2 separate regions of the Ovis aries genome follow, and region 2 is linked to region 1. A link is a contact called in public Hi-C data. All regions are on one chromosome and are shown on one strand. Each heading gives the region's core, a stretch centred on a gene start, on an enhancer-like site or on the middle of the called end of the contact. The rest is flanking DNA. Distances are from core to core; before and after follow the strand shown.

Region 1 (7,476 bases), core at 1,998-4,497:
AACTGGCTAGTTTACAGTCTTTCTTTCTCTTAGTACAGGTATTATCCTGCCAGAGTGAAGGGAGTTTCGGTGTTAAGTACTTTATTTTACTCAGACTCATAAGTGGAATACTGGCCCACTTATTGCATTATTTTCTGTTCCTTTTTTTATCTGGTTTGCTTTCAAAGCCATATTTCCTTTCTTGGAGTTTTTTCCTTAATATATATATTTTATTGGAGTATAGTTGACTTACAATATTTCAGGTGCACAGCAAGGTGATTCAGTTACACATACACATACATTATTTTTAAAATTATTTCCATTACAGGTTATTACAAAATACTGAATATAGTTCCCTGTGCTATACAGTAAACCTTTGTTGCTTATTGCATATCTAGTTTTTAAATTAGAAATCTAGCATTCTATTCACATCAAGTCAAACAAGTGGAATCAAATGTCATAAATTTTTATGACATTTTTTCAAATGTCAAAAATTCATAAGTTTTCTAAAACATATATTATACATATTATTTGTATATATGAATCACAAAAGCTTTTCTACTATGCTTCTCCTTGGAGACTAAGTTGGTATAAAATTAATAATAATACAATGGTTGGCCCTTTCCTAAATTAAAAGTTATTTATGGTTATTTCCAGGCAAATACAAGCTTTGTGAGGCTTGAGGAGAATATAATTTTGGGGCCCTCTTGAAAAAGAAAACAAAGTATCCTACTTTTTCAAAATATATAGCACTAGGGTCCCATGCGCTGAAGTTGCCCATGAAACTTTAGCTTTTGTTTCCTATAAATCCACCTCAGGTTTTTCCTGATCAGGTCGGCTTCATCAAGCTGCTCCTTGAGCATTTTAACATATGTAGCCCAATATAAAGCAAATTATGAGTTTCTCTATCTAATAATTCTTGGTTCAAAGATAATGTACATGTAAAACAAATGAGGCACAAAAGATTTCTAGGCCATGAATGTGAGAATTGGACCATAAAGAAAGCTGAGCAATGAAGAATTGATACTTTAGAACTATGGTCCTGGAGAAGACTTTTGAGAGTTCCTTGGACAGCAAGGAAATCAAACCAGTGAATCTTAAAAGAATCAACCCTGAAGACCAGACTCTGGAAGGACTGATGCTAAAGCTGAAGCTTCAGTTCTTTGAAAAAGACCCTGCTGCTAGGAAAGATTGAGGGCAGGAGGAAAAAGGAGTGACAGAGGATGAGATCACCTCTGTGATGTTGGATGGCATCACCGACTCAATGGACATGAGTTTGAGCAAACTTTGGGAGATGGGGAAGGACAGGGAGGCCTGCAGTGCTGCAGTCCATGGGGTTGCAGAGCTGGACAGGCCTTAGCGACTCAACAACTAGGGTATAAATTGATGCTCTACTGCCATCCAGTGGCTACTTAAAGAACTCTTGGTGTGTTCTAATAAGCCTCAGAGCTGTAACTTGAACAAAAAAAGGTGCGGCCAAGAGAGCTGAAAACACCAGATATTAGAGCCACTCCTCTGAATTAAGACTGTGGTTATAAGGCTACATAAGTTTGCTGGCCAGAAAGGAAGGGAGGAAACTTTTAATTTATTAACAAGCAGCACTAAATAGAATGTGTAGTAGTATTAATATTTCATTGAGGCAATTGCTAAATGGTAGGGAGCTAACATATATGGAGTAATCCTGCTAATTAATATGAGGCCCTGTATCAGATTATGGACATACCGTCAGATAATTCTAGGCCTGGAAAGGCCCCTAGTGATTACCTGGTGCAGTCCCTCATTGCACATTTGAGGAGACATTGGCTCTGAGAAACCACGAGGCTGGCAGGGCTCTGGGCCTGCTGCTTACCCATGTGCGTGGAACTAATGCTAGGCTTCTCTGCCAAGGCTCACCAAGAGTCAGCTAATGTCAGTGTGACAATAGAACCACACCAATCTATCCCACTGCCGGAAAACAAACAAAAAACTAATATATTTCTCTTGGAAAACCAAGGATTTTGGATTTACAGAATGGGTTTTCCCTTCAAAAGCAATGTTGTATTCAAGTTTGTATTTTTCTCATGTAAATGAGACATGAAATATAGCAATGTATAAACAGATTTCAGTCATACCAACCTAGCCATTACCCATGTGATCTTGGCTCGTTCCTTAACTTCTTGCAGCCTGTTTCCTCATTTGCAAAACAGGGATTATAATCAGATTGTCATGAGAATTAACTTAGGTAACACAAAACACTTAGTCTAGTACTGCTCCATAACAGGTGCTCAATAAGTATCAGCTATTTTGATAAGGGTAGAGAACCTAACTCCCAGTTTAGAGACTGATTTCAAATTCTCTGCAGACGAGTTTCATGGTCACAAATCCTCAGTTGGATGGATAAATTATAAACTCTCTATGCTCATCCACGTTTTGAAAATCCAAAACACCCTGATAGTTTAAGACATATAAAAAATACTACATCATTAATCCAAGTATTTTGTGTCAGCAAATGGTAATAGCTTTTAATGCAGAAGCGCTGCCATCTAGTGTTACACAAGTTTCAATTTTATCATCTTTTTTAGTCGTGTTTTTGTAAAAACTTTCTGGGGGTGTCCCTGGTGACTCAGTGGTAAAGAATCTGCCTGACAATGCTGCAGACCCAGGAGGCACAGGTTCAATCTCTGGTCGGGAAGAACCCCTGGAGAAGAAAATGGCAACCCACTCTAGTATTCTTGCCTGGGAAATCCCATGGGCAGAGGAGCCTAGTGGGCCACAGTTCATGAGGTCGCAAAGAGTTGAATGTAACATAGCAACGAAACAACAACAACAACAAAACTCCCTGGTCTGGCTCGTCTCTATTGTTTCTAACTTTCCGGGCCCCTTGATTTTTTTATTTTTAAAGCAAGATAGATATTTATTGTAATGCACTGCCAAGCAAACTAGCAGATGCCACAAACAAATAATAAAACATTTTTCTATAGCTCATTATTTCCATAAAACAAACCATTTTTCAGTTATCATTTCTGAAACAGAATATAAACCCAACTATAAATAACCAAGGGAAAAAAAAAAAAAACCAGTGGCCATAAAACCGCAGTGCAGTGTATATCACTAAACCAGATGTTTTAAATGGCAGCTAGAAAGCTGGGAGCTATCTCCCAATGTGCCGTGTAGGAGAGTTCCCCTCATATTTGTCCAAGTTCCCCTCCTATCTGACCACTGGGAATGCAGATCACTTTCTCTCCAACAGAGCCTGGGGACTTTTGCCCTTATAATTCCATGTTGTGAAATCTAGGCTTTGGGTGCTGCAGAGTTAGTGAAATTTAACCAAGCTGTCTCAGGACCAATAAATAATATGTCAATTTTTGTCATTTGTGATCACTTCCCAAGACTAATAAACTGTGAAGCACCCCCCTCCCTCACTCCTGCCCCTGGAACCAGGATGAGCTCAGTCAAGTTTGGCTTTATTAGTATTTGTTCCAGAGGAAAGAAGAGTCTCAATCTGAGCAAGAACAGAGGACCAGGGACCCAAACCACCCAGGAATCACTGCCCTAAGCCCTGAGGAACTGAGGACCTTGGTCTGGGTCTCAAGGAAGGGCTTAGGTTTATCACAAATCTTGTGTTTCATTAATGACTGCACATGATCTCTCTTAGAGTCACTGAGGGCTTCCCTGGTAGCTCAGCTGGTATAGAACCTGCCTGCAATGTGGGAGACCTGGGTTCAATCCCTGGGTTGGGAAGATCTCCTGGAGAAGGGAACGGCTACCTATTCCAGTATTCTGGCCTGGAGAATTCCATGGACTATATAGTGTCGCAAAGAGTCGGACATGACTGAGCAACTTTCACTTTCACTCAGAGGTGCTAAAAATCCTGGCCTTTTCCCCCACATCTCTTTATAATATTCAAATTGAACAAGGTTGGTTTTTAGTTGTAAAAATAGAAAAAAGTTTCTTGGTTGCTGGCATTTTTCTTCTAAGGCTGTCAAATTCCTATAATCTAATGGCAGAGAAAATGTAGGTCTTCTTTTGATGGCACGTATAATCCCCAAAGAAAGACTCATGCCTTTGCTAAGGTCATAAATAACAAATACCTAATGCAAGAGAATTTTAAATTGCTATCTTTTGCAACACAAAACAAAACTAATGGTGATTATATAACCATGGAGCAGGCAAGGAGCAGGAAACTTGGCAGAATATGGCTCTGTGTACAAGGGCAGAAAACCAAGCCCCAAGCCACCAGGGACAGCTCTTGGGAGTCAACCCTGAGTTCTGCTCCCATCATTCAACCTCCAGTCACTGGTGAGGGGCGCTTTGTCGTCACACCTGAGCTTGCTTTGAGAGACACAAAAGATGCAGCCACATGGGCCGCTTTGTCAGGCAAACTGCAGAAAAACTGAGAAGGGTGTAAGCTACCATCTTATTTAATACTCTCCCTATAGTGACTGAAAGTTTCTCTCTTTCTTATATGTTAAAGAAAAAAAAAAGAAAAAAAAACCTTTTCCTCACCAGTTGTCTTTCAGACAATGTGGACTGTATACCTGATCATGAATAAATGTAATTACATAGAATTATATAGAACTTTATGAATATGCAATCTGTAAAGTAATTATCTCTCTGGCTTATGACACTACTATTCCTTTAGTTTTTTTTTAATCCTCCTTTATTTACGTTGTTAACTGAAGATAAACTACTATAAGCCTTGGAGGAAGAAGTGATGGGGCAGCAGTTATAAATACATGGAACATACTTTCACCTCACCAGTATGAGGTCCATCTATCCCTGTCTATTCTAACTACCACCATCTACTTCCTAACTTCATTACCTCTTCAATTTAGAGAGTTTTCCAGCTATTTGCTATCGGGTCTCTCCTGCATCCTCCAACCCATTCCAACGTTACAAATAGATTGATCTTCCTGGTGTACATTTGTGTTTGAAAACCATTAGATGGTTCAACACTGTACAGAAGAGTTTTAACTCCACAGTTTAGTATTCAAGCCCTTCCATCTTTTGGACCCAGTTCACCTTTTCAAACATAGCTTCCCTACACACCTCATGTTATAGGCAATTTTACTACATTTTAGCTTTACCATAATCATGACGACTCTCTCGCCTCAGACAGTAAGTCCTTTTGGGGTCCATGTGGCTAACTCCCTCTGTTTCTGTCACATCAACAACATCTGTCACATTACAGACATTTAGCAAGGGCTTCCTGGGTGAAAGAATACAAAGCCCCATTTTGCAAAGAGGGGTTGACTCATAACTACAACAGCTGCTTGCAGAGACTATTGCTATTTATGACTGTTTCAAATAATGTCAATGTAAAGCTTTGGTTCAAAAGCTCCTCTTCCTTCCTAGGCTGGTCTAGCATGTCTACTATTATTTTCCACAAGTCTGTGGTGATGTCACACACCTTTATAGCATCAGGTCAACTTTATAGCATCTTTACTATGCATCATCTGCTTCCTTTGCTCACCTTTGCCCCACTTAGCTCACTAGTCCAAAAGGACTGTGGTGCCAGCCACAATTCGTAAGAGTTTATGAAACTCTGGAGTCCCTAAAGAACCTGGCTCTGAACTTCTCTGCCTTAGTTAGTTCTTTCAGGCACTCAGAGAATTATCTTTGTCAACCTAGAGCTTTTATAATAATTGCGTTGCTGTAAACATTATTACTTTGTAGTATTTTTAGAAGCAGTAAAGTTTCCAGAGAAGTTGTGTAATTTGTTCCTTGCACCAAAAATGTTTAGCATCTGCTGTACTTCCTGAACTCACAAATACTAATTTTTCTTACAAATCAGATATTCTCAAAATTCTCACACCTGTAATTCAGAGATGTAAAGGCTCTAATCAATATGTTCTTGCTATATGATGATCCATAAGCCTCATAAAACTAGAAGTGAGAATCTAGTCTTTATTTATTTTTTTTTTTAATTTTAAAATCTTTAATTCTTACATGCGTTCCCAAACATGAACCCCCTCCCACCTCCCTCCCCATAACATCTCTCTGGGTCATCCCCATGCACCAGCCCCAAGCATGCTGCATCCTGCGTCAGACATAGACTGGCGATTCAATTCTTACATGATAGTATACATGTTAGAATGCCATTCTCCCAAATCATCCCACCCTCTCCCTCTCCCTCTGAGTCCAAAAGTCCGTTATACAAATGTTACTTGTAAGACAGTAAAACATTCCAACACACAATCCGGTGCCTGTAGTAAACCACCTTTGGTGATAATGTGAAACAAAAAAAAAATATTTTAAAATATGAGGATGAGTCTCTATATATCTTTTTTACTTTTTCAAGATAATTCTTATGGAGGTTAGCTTCTACATTTAATTTTCATAACTGTCAATTTCATCATGTTCGACTTACTGGACTTCCAAATGCCTGGCAGTTGTTTGATGATGAATGTAACACGGATAATAATTTTTTCATAATTGTCTGAATTACATCTTTGGCTTCCTCCATGTTCATCACCTGCATCAGGTGGGCAAATGCCACAAGGGCCTCCTAGACCCAGCCTTTGGCAGTGACTAGAAATGTCATCATTTACTTAATGAATGAGTTCAATTACTGTCCTCAACTTGTGATAATGTTACAAAAGAAAACTCTAATTAGAAATCATCCCTAACAACAAGTAATAATGCAAAACACATAACCAACACATCAGGAATACCGATGTGCTAACTGAAGAGGATGGGAGGCTGGATCTCAGAATAGACTAATACTGGTCATCTCAGCTCTCATGAATGAACATCTCTCACGTAGAGGAGGCAAGAACAGATGGTCACTGGGTCCCTGCTCTGCATTTAGCTTAATAACTTGTTCTTCAGAGGTCCCAGCAACAATCTCCATATTTCCCCCCTGAGGAGTTCTCCAATATGACCCTAAGCCCCTCTCCTTTCCCCAGACTCAGCCTTCCAGTCATGGTCAGGGAAATCCACATTTCCCTTAGGTACACCTTGCTTCACTGTTTGTATGTTTTTGCTTGGGCTGCCTACTAATCCTTTTCCCTTCCCTCTTTGTAATCTCTGGTGATCAATTTCTATTAAACCTAATTACGGAAGTCATTTACTCCAGAATGTCGCCGATTGTAATGAAACTTGTGTTTCCTCATCTCTTAGCTATTCAGTTTATACTAAAGTAAATCCTAATTTACCAAAGGGTTGTGTTACAAAGTTTTTTTTAACAATAAAAATGATTTATTCTGTAATACTACATTGTAAGTGGTGCTTTGATTACCAAATAAACCCTAAAAGTCAATTTCATGTAGCTGAGATAGTGTGTTTGTTGTTCAGTCATGTCCAATTCTTTGTGACCCCATGGACTGTAGCCAGTCAGGCTTCTCCATCCGTGGAATTCCCCAAACAAGAATACTGGTGTGGGTTGCCTTTCCCTTCTCCAGGAGATCTGCACTGCAGAAAGATTCATCACCATCTGAGCCACCAGGGAAGCAAGTATGCCATAGCAAAAAAGAAAGGAAAAAAGAATGCCATTATGAATCACAATTGTTTCAGTAT
Region 2 (7,476 bases), core at 2,777-5,276, 110 kb after region 1:
GACTGCAAATATGAATATATCTATGTTTCTACTGGTAAAAAGTTACAAGTATTGCTAATACTACCGGTTTGTGACCTATATTTATAATGGAGAAAAATGTTAAACTTCAAACTGGAGGTTAGTGAAAATAAAGACATACTCATTTTCTTTTCCCAATTCTTCAAGGCCCTTAATTTGAACCATGGACTGTTTGATAGAGCCCCTTGCTTAAAGCCCTTTCTTACCTTGTCCATGAGTTGTAGCTATCCTCCAAGATTTATTTTATACGTTACTATGTGTTCACAAAGCTAGGTTCCCATAACAGTTGTACATAGTTCTATTACAGCCTGTGAGGAACTGTTGTTATCATGTGTTTACTTATCAGTTCTCTACCAAACTGGAATGTGAGTCCCTTGAGGGAAGAAATTACTTCTGATACATCTTAGCATCAAGAGTACCTGGTACCGCCATGCACATAAAGCCTATTAAGTGAGTGAGCACACTGTTCTGTGAGAACACTAATCTCTTTATAGACTGCTGGGAAAGTATAGAGGTGGGGGAGAAGATGATGCTTTATTTGTATGTGTCTTTCAGGGATACAGAAATTTCATATTATGGTTGTTATGGTTCAGTGAAAAGAATGTTAGAAAACCTGCCTAGAACAAGGCAGTGAATAAAATCAGCGTGCATAAATGGTGGGTGGAAATGTGTGTGTGGCAATCAGAACATGAAAGCTTCTTGTTTAATTTTGCCCTTTGCTCTAATGGCAACATAGCCGAGATGAACTGTTTTTCTAGGGAGAAACTGGAATCATGGAACAAGAAGCAGTCCTGGAGACCTGTGAGAGGTGAAGAACTGGGCTGCCTGGAGCTTGCTTCTTCACTTCGGTTTCTCAGTCATTAGAAACGAAGGTGAGTTTACTGTGAGGCTAAATTTTCAGGTCTCTTCATTTACACGGGCCCTTTCTAGGGTCACTTGCAATTTTGTTATTTGTAATTTCTTTGTGAATATGTATATTTTCCAAAGAGGACTTCCCAAATTGTATAAGCACTAAGATTCTAGTTACAGGATTAGAAAAACATTACAGAATTGTGCCCAGCACATAGTATGCTCTGTAAACATTAACCAGCTAACTAACCAATGTATATGATGAATTGTCTAACCTCCTGTCATAGGGCCTCTTACATTTACAGAATAAAATACACTCAGAGCACTCAGGCATGAACATGTTTCATCCCTGCTTTCGATCATTCTTTATTCTTTTCCTGAAATACCTGTACCTTCCCTTTCTCTCTCATTCCCCTAAATCATGACAATCCTGTAAAGCCCAAGGCAATAAGTGGCTCATAGAACACAAGGATGGCTACAGAGCATTTCAGTGGTAGTGTTTAGAAAAACATGGCATGTATGGTAGTGACACCACTTAAGAAGAAAGATAAAGGAGAAAGGTATGGACTGACCATGCCATCAGATCTGGGAGGTGAATGTGAAAGGGTAATGGTTATAAAATGGGCTTTAAAAAAATTCAGCAGTTATTCCACAACTTTATTTCTAGGCAAACTGAATACTTAAAGCGAAAAAAAAAAATCAATGTTTTAAACTATCACACTTGTCCCTAAAATTGAGAGAGCCTTTAGGAATACAGCATCTCTGGGATGACAATTCCAATATTTAATGTATGTGGACAAATTATCCCACAGAAAGGCCCCAACACAAGAGTTGTTGATGTGGACCATCAACAATTTTTTTTTAAGTCTTTACTGAATTTGTTACAGTATTGCTTGTTTTATGTTTTGCTTTTCTGGCTGAGAGTCATGTGGGATCTCAGCTCTCTGACCAGGGAACCTGCACACTCTGCACTGGAAGGTGGAGTCTTAACCACTGGACTGTTCGAGAAGTCTCAAGAGTTGTCGATAAATGTGCATCTTAAAAAAAAAATAGTACCTTTTAAAGTAAAAAAGAGAACTCCTCTAAATATTTAACTCAGTGTAATTAAATATGACTTTCATTTGAAAGTTTATTTAAAAAACACTGCAACCTGCAAAGACATGAAAAAATTTAAATAGATGTTGCTAACTGAAAGAAGCCAATCTAAAAGGCCTCTTACTTTATTATGCCAACCATACAACATTTTCAAAAACTTAAAACTGTGGAGACATAAAGTGATCTGTGGCTCCACGGGTTTGGAGGAGGGAGGGATGAACAGACAGAGTGAAGAGGATTTTCAGGACAGTGAAACAACTCTGCATGAAAATATAATGGCAAATACCTGTCATTATACATTTGAACAAACTCATGTTCAGCCCCTCTGACTATATCAAGAGTAAGCCGTAATGTAAACCTGGACTTTGGGTGAAAAAGATGTGTAAAGCTGGGTTCATCAATGGTAACAAATGCACTGTTGCAGGATATCATAGTGGAAGAAGTTGTGTATGTGTGGAGACAGGGTATATGGGAACTTCCTGGACTTTCTGTTCAATTTGGGGTAAACTTAAAACTGTTCTAAAACATATGAATTAAAAGTATATGTTTTCCCTGATTTTAAGTTTAGCATTTAATAACCTAAGGATATGAATTAAATTTTTGAAAAAGAATCCATCATTTTAATACTCATAACATAGAGTCTATGTATAATATAGTAATCATTAATAAACTATGAAACAAAATGCTTTAAAAAGTGCCACTGCAGTTATGACTTCTAATTCTAAACTTTTAAGACATTTCCCCCCGCCTTAACTAGTCTTTTCACCTTGTCTTGCATTCTTGCTGAATCTCGGTGTAATATTCTGTTTCCCAGACTACATAGTAAGCAGTTCTAAGATAGAAGAAGAATTGTGACTGCAATTCCTGTGTTTTCCTTATAGTCGGGGGGAGAGAGCATTTCCAGCAGAAGGAACAGGGTCAGGAAAGACACAGAATGTGGGACAGAGGTCAGAGAGAGACCAGGGAACCAGACAAGTGATGGGTGACGAATCTGAAAACTGGATAAGGTTAGTCCAGGAGATTTAGATTTTATTCTGTAGGCAGTGAGCACTTGGTTTTCATAAAAAAAAACAGGGCAGTGACACATTAGAACTGTGCTAAAGAAGATTATTCTGGCAGCAGATTGTAAAAAGGGTTGGTGCAGGGGAGGGGAGGCACAGCGTCTGACGGACATAAAGGCACCAGCTCCTGTTTATTGCGAGCTCACTATGTACTAAGCACTGTGATGAATGTTTTATGTGCATTATCCTACCTGATCTTCATAACAAGTCTGTGAAGCAGGTGCTACCATTATTCTCATTCAACCATGAGGAAAATGGAAAAGTGGAGACATGGAGAAGTTACATAAGAGTCAAATTCTTGCGCGTGTGACCTGTTGTACCACGCAGGGCCTGCTGTCACTATTCTGAAATCCCTTTTCTTAATGAAGGGCCCTCATTTTCATTTTGCACTAGCTCTGTGGAATTTTGTAGCCTTTATTAAATAATTTTGTCTAGGGCTATGGGGTCGCACAGAGTCGGACATGACCGAAGCAACTTAGCAGCAGCAGCAGCATACAGGTAGCAGATGTCAGACATGGGATTTAAAAGTGCAAGTCCTCAGCTATAGAGGTTCCCAGGTAGCACAGTGGTAAAGAACCCATCTGCCAATACAGGAGATGCAAGAGATGCAGTTTTGATCCCTTGGAGTACGAAATGAAAACCCACTCCAGTATTCTTGCCTGGAAAATTCCATGGACAGAGGAGCCTAGAGGGCTACAGTTCTGTGGGGTCAAAAAGAATCGGACACGACTGGGCATGCCTGCACGTCCTCAGCTGTGCTATACTGCCCTAGCTTATGATCCAAGAACAAAGGGAATGGATTTGAAGGAATTTTGTCAATACTGACAAAGTTTAGAAAGTGTTTTTTTTAATTAAAATAATTTTGTTGTGACAACTTTTTAAGGATTTCACAAAACCTCTTGCAATAACCAGAAGTTCCCTATTGGGAAACAGGCTATTACATCACTGAGGGTGCTGTTGACTGGCCTTGCAGGTAGGAGAGCTCTGAGCTTTGTATCAGGTTGATTGTGACACCTGGTGACAGCAACGTGTTATTGCAAGGATTTCTTTTTCTGTTTCAGGAATCAGGCTGTTTAGCCTGATTGTGTTTTTTTAAGACTTCCCCTTAAATTTTACACTTCCCAGACTATTTTTCTGTTTTTGAAAAGACAAATTGAAAAACTGCCTGACTGACTTGCCCCAGTTTTTAAAAAGAGCTGTTCATAGAGAAATATTCCTATAGGAACCATCACATAATCTAATTCAAAGATTTTTTAAGAATAATGTTAATTGAGGAGACCAAAAATTAAAACACAAATGCATACTAGTTATGAATGTATATATGTTTCCAAATAATATTTGGCATGTTGTTTTTATTCACTCCTACAGAATCTGTGTAGGCGAGTAGATAGTACTAACTAGAATCATAGTCTTATAATAGTTTCAACAGAAACCCACATTTTATCTGAAGCAATGGAATTACATCTGGTACTAAATAGTTGACATGGTAATCATAGGAAAACTGATCCAACTTGCGATTTTAAAGTATAATAATATATTCATGTATTGAAATTTGAGGGGTTCCTTTGCTGTTGCTTAAGAGTTATTTTCACTTTACCAAGCACCTAATTATGTGAACTCAAGAAATGTTTAAATGACTGAATGAAAATTTGTCACAGTGAAGGAAAAGCTATCACTAAAGTTAAAGGAGTCTCTCTGCCCAGTTCCTGGATTCATTTTAGAATGCCAGCTGAATGGACACAAATGGACTGCCTATGATTGTTGAGCTCTGAAAGTCTCACAGTAATATTTGAATCCTCCAAATGTTCTCTCATCTCATAGGAGCAAATATTATATAGTGATACTTTCCCAACTTCCAAGCATGTGTCCTTAGAATTTTCTAAAGGTAAAAACTTAGATGCTCAAGCTGAAGCTGAAGCTCCAACACATTGGCCACCTGATGTATAGAGCCAACTCATTGAAAAAGACCCTGAAGCAGGGAGAAGCGGGAAGCAGAGGATGAGATGGTTAGATAGCAGCACTAACTCCATGGACATGAATTTGAGCAAACTCTGGGAAACAGTGAAAGACAGGGAAGCCTGGTGTGTTGCAGTCCATGGGGTCACAAAGAGTTGGACACAGCTTAGCAAGTGAACAACAACAAAAACTTAGAACCATAAATATGATCACAATGTGTGTTAAATTATTCAGTCTAATGCATTCTGGCCTGGTTGTTTTGGTCTTTTGTTCAACATAAATATTTATGTTCAACTGAGGTAGAGTGATAGCATGGGGACAGTGGACACTGGCGAGGTCACTCCCAGTCTGAAAGGAGGCAACTATATCTCGCCTCTAGCACTCGGGTGCCATGTGAGAATGCGGGCCCAGGGTTTCCAGATTCCAGAAGAAGCCAGAAATCCAAATTTTTTTAAAGCATTACCTTTTTTTTTTCTTTTTTAGAATTTAAGAAACATTTTAGGGGCTTCCATGGTGGTCTGGTGGCTAAGACACTACACCCCCAGTGAACATGCCAAAATTAAGACCATATAAATAAATAACTTTTTTTTAAATAAAGAAACATTTTCAGGGACAGAGTGGATATCTGCCACTCTTCCTTACTGACCAAGATTAATTTGATCATGTATAACTGTTAGGTTTTTTTTCCATAAATAAACATAGCTACTAAAGAAGTTGAGGCTGGCGAGGATTAATCATTTCCCATAATCTGGATATGGGATTATAATGAAAGTCAATTTTAGATCAGATTCCAGTGCACCCACAGACACTCATTAATACAACCGGCTGTATAAGCTATGTAAGATCCCAACTCTCTGCCCTTTACGGTGCTCTCAGCACTTTGTTCTGAAAAATCTAATCTTGAGGCAGCTTTAACATCCTTCCTGTGGCTGAATTCTGTAATCTCTATAGAAGACAAAATCAAGCTGCAGGGATCAAGCTGCAGGCTTCATGGATTCCCACACTTTGTTCCTTCAAGGGTGGCAAGAATCTCTAAAATGTTTTAGTCAATCCACATATCTTAAATATTGCTAATTGCATAAATGAGATCTCATTTCTAACATTTATCTTACTTTTGAGGAGCCAAAAATAAAAACCTGTTTCTGACAGCACTATGCTAATTAGCAGGCCATGTGGTATGGATCAGGACTGTGGAGGGATGACAGATGTTCTTGGCAACAGCTGCTTCTGGAGTGTGGTCTTTCTGATGTGTTGGTACCTTGACACTTCTGGAGTATGGCATTCTCAGTTTGGGCAACAATGCTGCTTCTGCTTCTAAGTAACTTCAGTCATGTCCGACTCTGTGTGACCCCATAGACAGCAGCCCACCAGGCTCCCCCGTCCGTGGGATTCTCCAGGCAAGAACACTGGAGTGGGTTGCCATTTCAATGAAGCTTAAACTAGCATATGCATAGCATCACAGTGTGTATCCCAAAGCAGGTTAGAGTACATCATGATGTCAAATCAGTGGTCCAGAGCCCACCTGTAGGACTCATTTGCATTTGTTCATAGATGCAGATTCATATTCATCCCTGCTTTCTAGGAGTTTCCATTGTAGCACCAGCTGAGGGGTATTGCTTGAGTAAAGATTAAAGGTTGGGAGAACAGACATATGATTGTGTTCTGGGAATACACTGCAGAGCTGGAGACCGTACGGAAGAAGCAAAAGCGCCTTCTGCAAGCAGACTACACAACTGGCACCAAGACAGGAGGGAGCAGTGATGGAGACCCTGATTCACAGGCCACTGTGGGACTCCCACTCCACTAACAACAGAGTATCTCAATCACTTTCAGCTTTCCTTGTTGATCATTTGGAAATTGACAAAGTAATAAAGGAAATCACTTTCTACCTAAACTCTAGGCCATGAGAAAGAATTTAGTTCCTAAGGGGAAAGTGATGGGAATCATAGAAGAAAGCTCATGTTCTGCTTATTTTATTTCCATATTTACTGAATGACAGGCATTGTGCTGACATTAGGGATTTGAAAAAAATGATTGAGGAAATGTTGAAGCGCACCTAACCTAGATTAAGTGGATCAGAGAAAACTTTCTATCACCTGAACTGTCTTGTGAAATGCGTGCTATATTTGAAGTGGGGAAAAGGGATACAACAATGGGTCTGGTGGGGACAGGATTTTAGGCAGCAGGCACAGTGGGAACACAAACATGTTAACCTGAGTACAAAGAGCTGCCAGACTTTGATACCATTGTAATTTAAAGTGCTTGGCAGGGAACATTAGGAAATAAGGCTAGAAAAAAGGGAAAAGCCAGTCATAGAGGGCCTTGTTGATCATGCTGAGAAACTAGAAATCTGTTCAGAAGGAACGAGTGAGGCATCTGAATTATATGGTAAGAATTCATTTCAGAGAATCCACTCTGGTTGAAATCTAAATCGAAGATAGTTGGCTCCTGGGGTAAACGGAGAAAGACTGGCAGCATGGAGACCAGTTAGCAGGCT

Evidence for each region. Hi-C and Micro-C count contacts between places; a contact is called where the count stands out from the background.
Region 2: a contact with region 1 is called in a Hi-C map of liver, with 4 times the contacts expected there. The contact joins two enhancer-like sites. A contact is called at or near these places in 3 of 16 Hi-C or Micro-C datasets (blood, liver and tail adipose tissue).

The regions. Positions count from the first base shown.
Region 1 is chr8:30,808,999-30,816,474 of ARS-UI_Ramb_v3.0, forward strand. All of the region lies in intron 1 of CRYBG1 (crystallin beta-gamma domain containing 1), which reads right to left. Among named protein-coding and RNA genes, the nearest start is that of TRNAL-CAA, 14 kb to the left of the region's middle. Within about 2 kb of position 3,248, at least 4 of the 54 cell types and tissues checked have an H3K27ac peak or open chromatin away from gene starts, as enhancers often do. A contact at or near this core is called in liver, where this site is marked.
Region 2 is chr8:30,922,380-30,929,855 of ARS-UI_Ramb_v3.0, forward strand. ATG5 (autophagy related 5) reads left to right here. Exons shown (of 10, transcript XM_042253358.2): 3 at 777-890. Among named protein-coding and RNA genes, the nearest start is that of TRNAS-GGA, 5.8 kb to the right of the region's middle. Within about 2 kb of position 4,027, at least 5 of the 54 cell types and tissues checked have an H3K27ac peak or open chromatin away from gene starts, as enhancers often do. A contact at or near this core is called in liver, where this site is marked.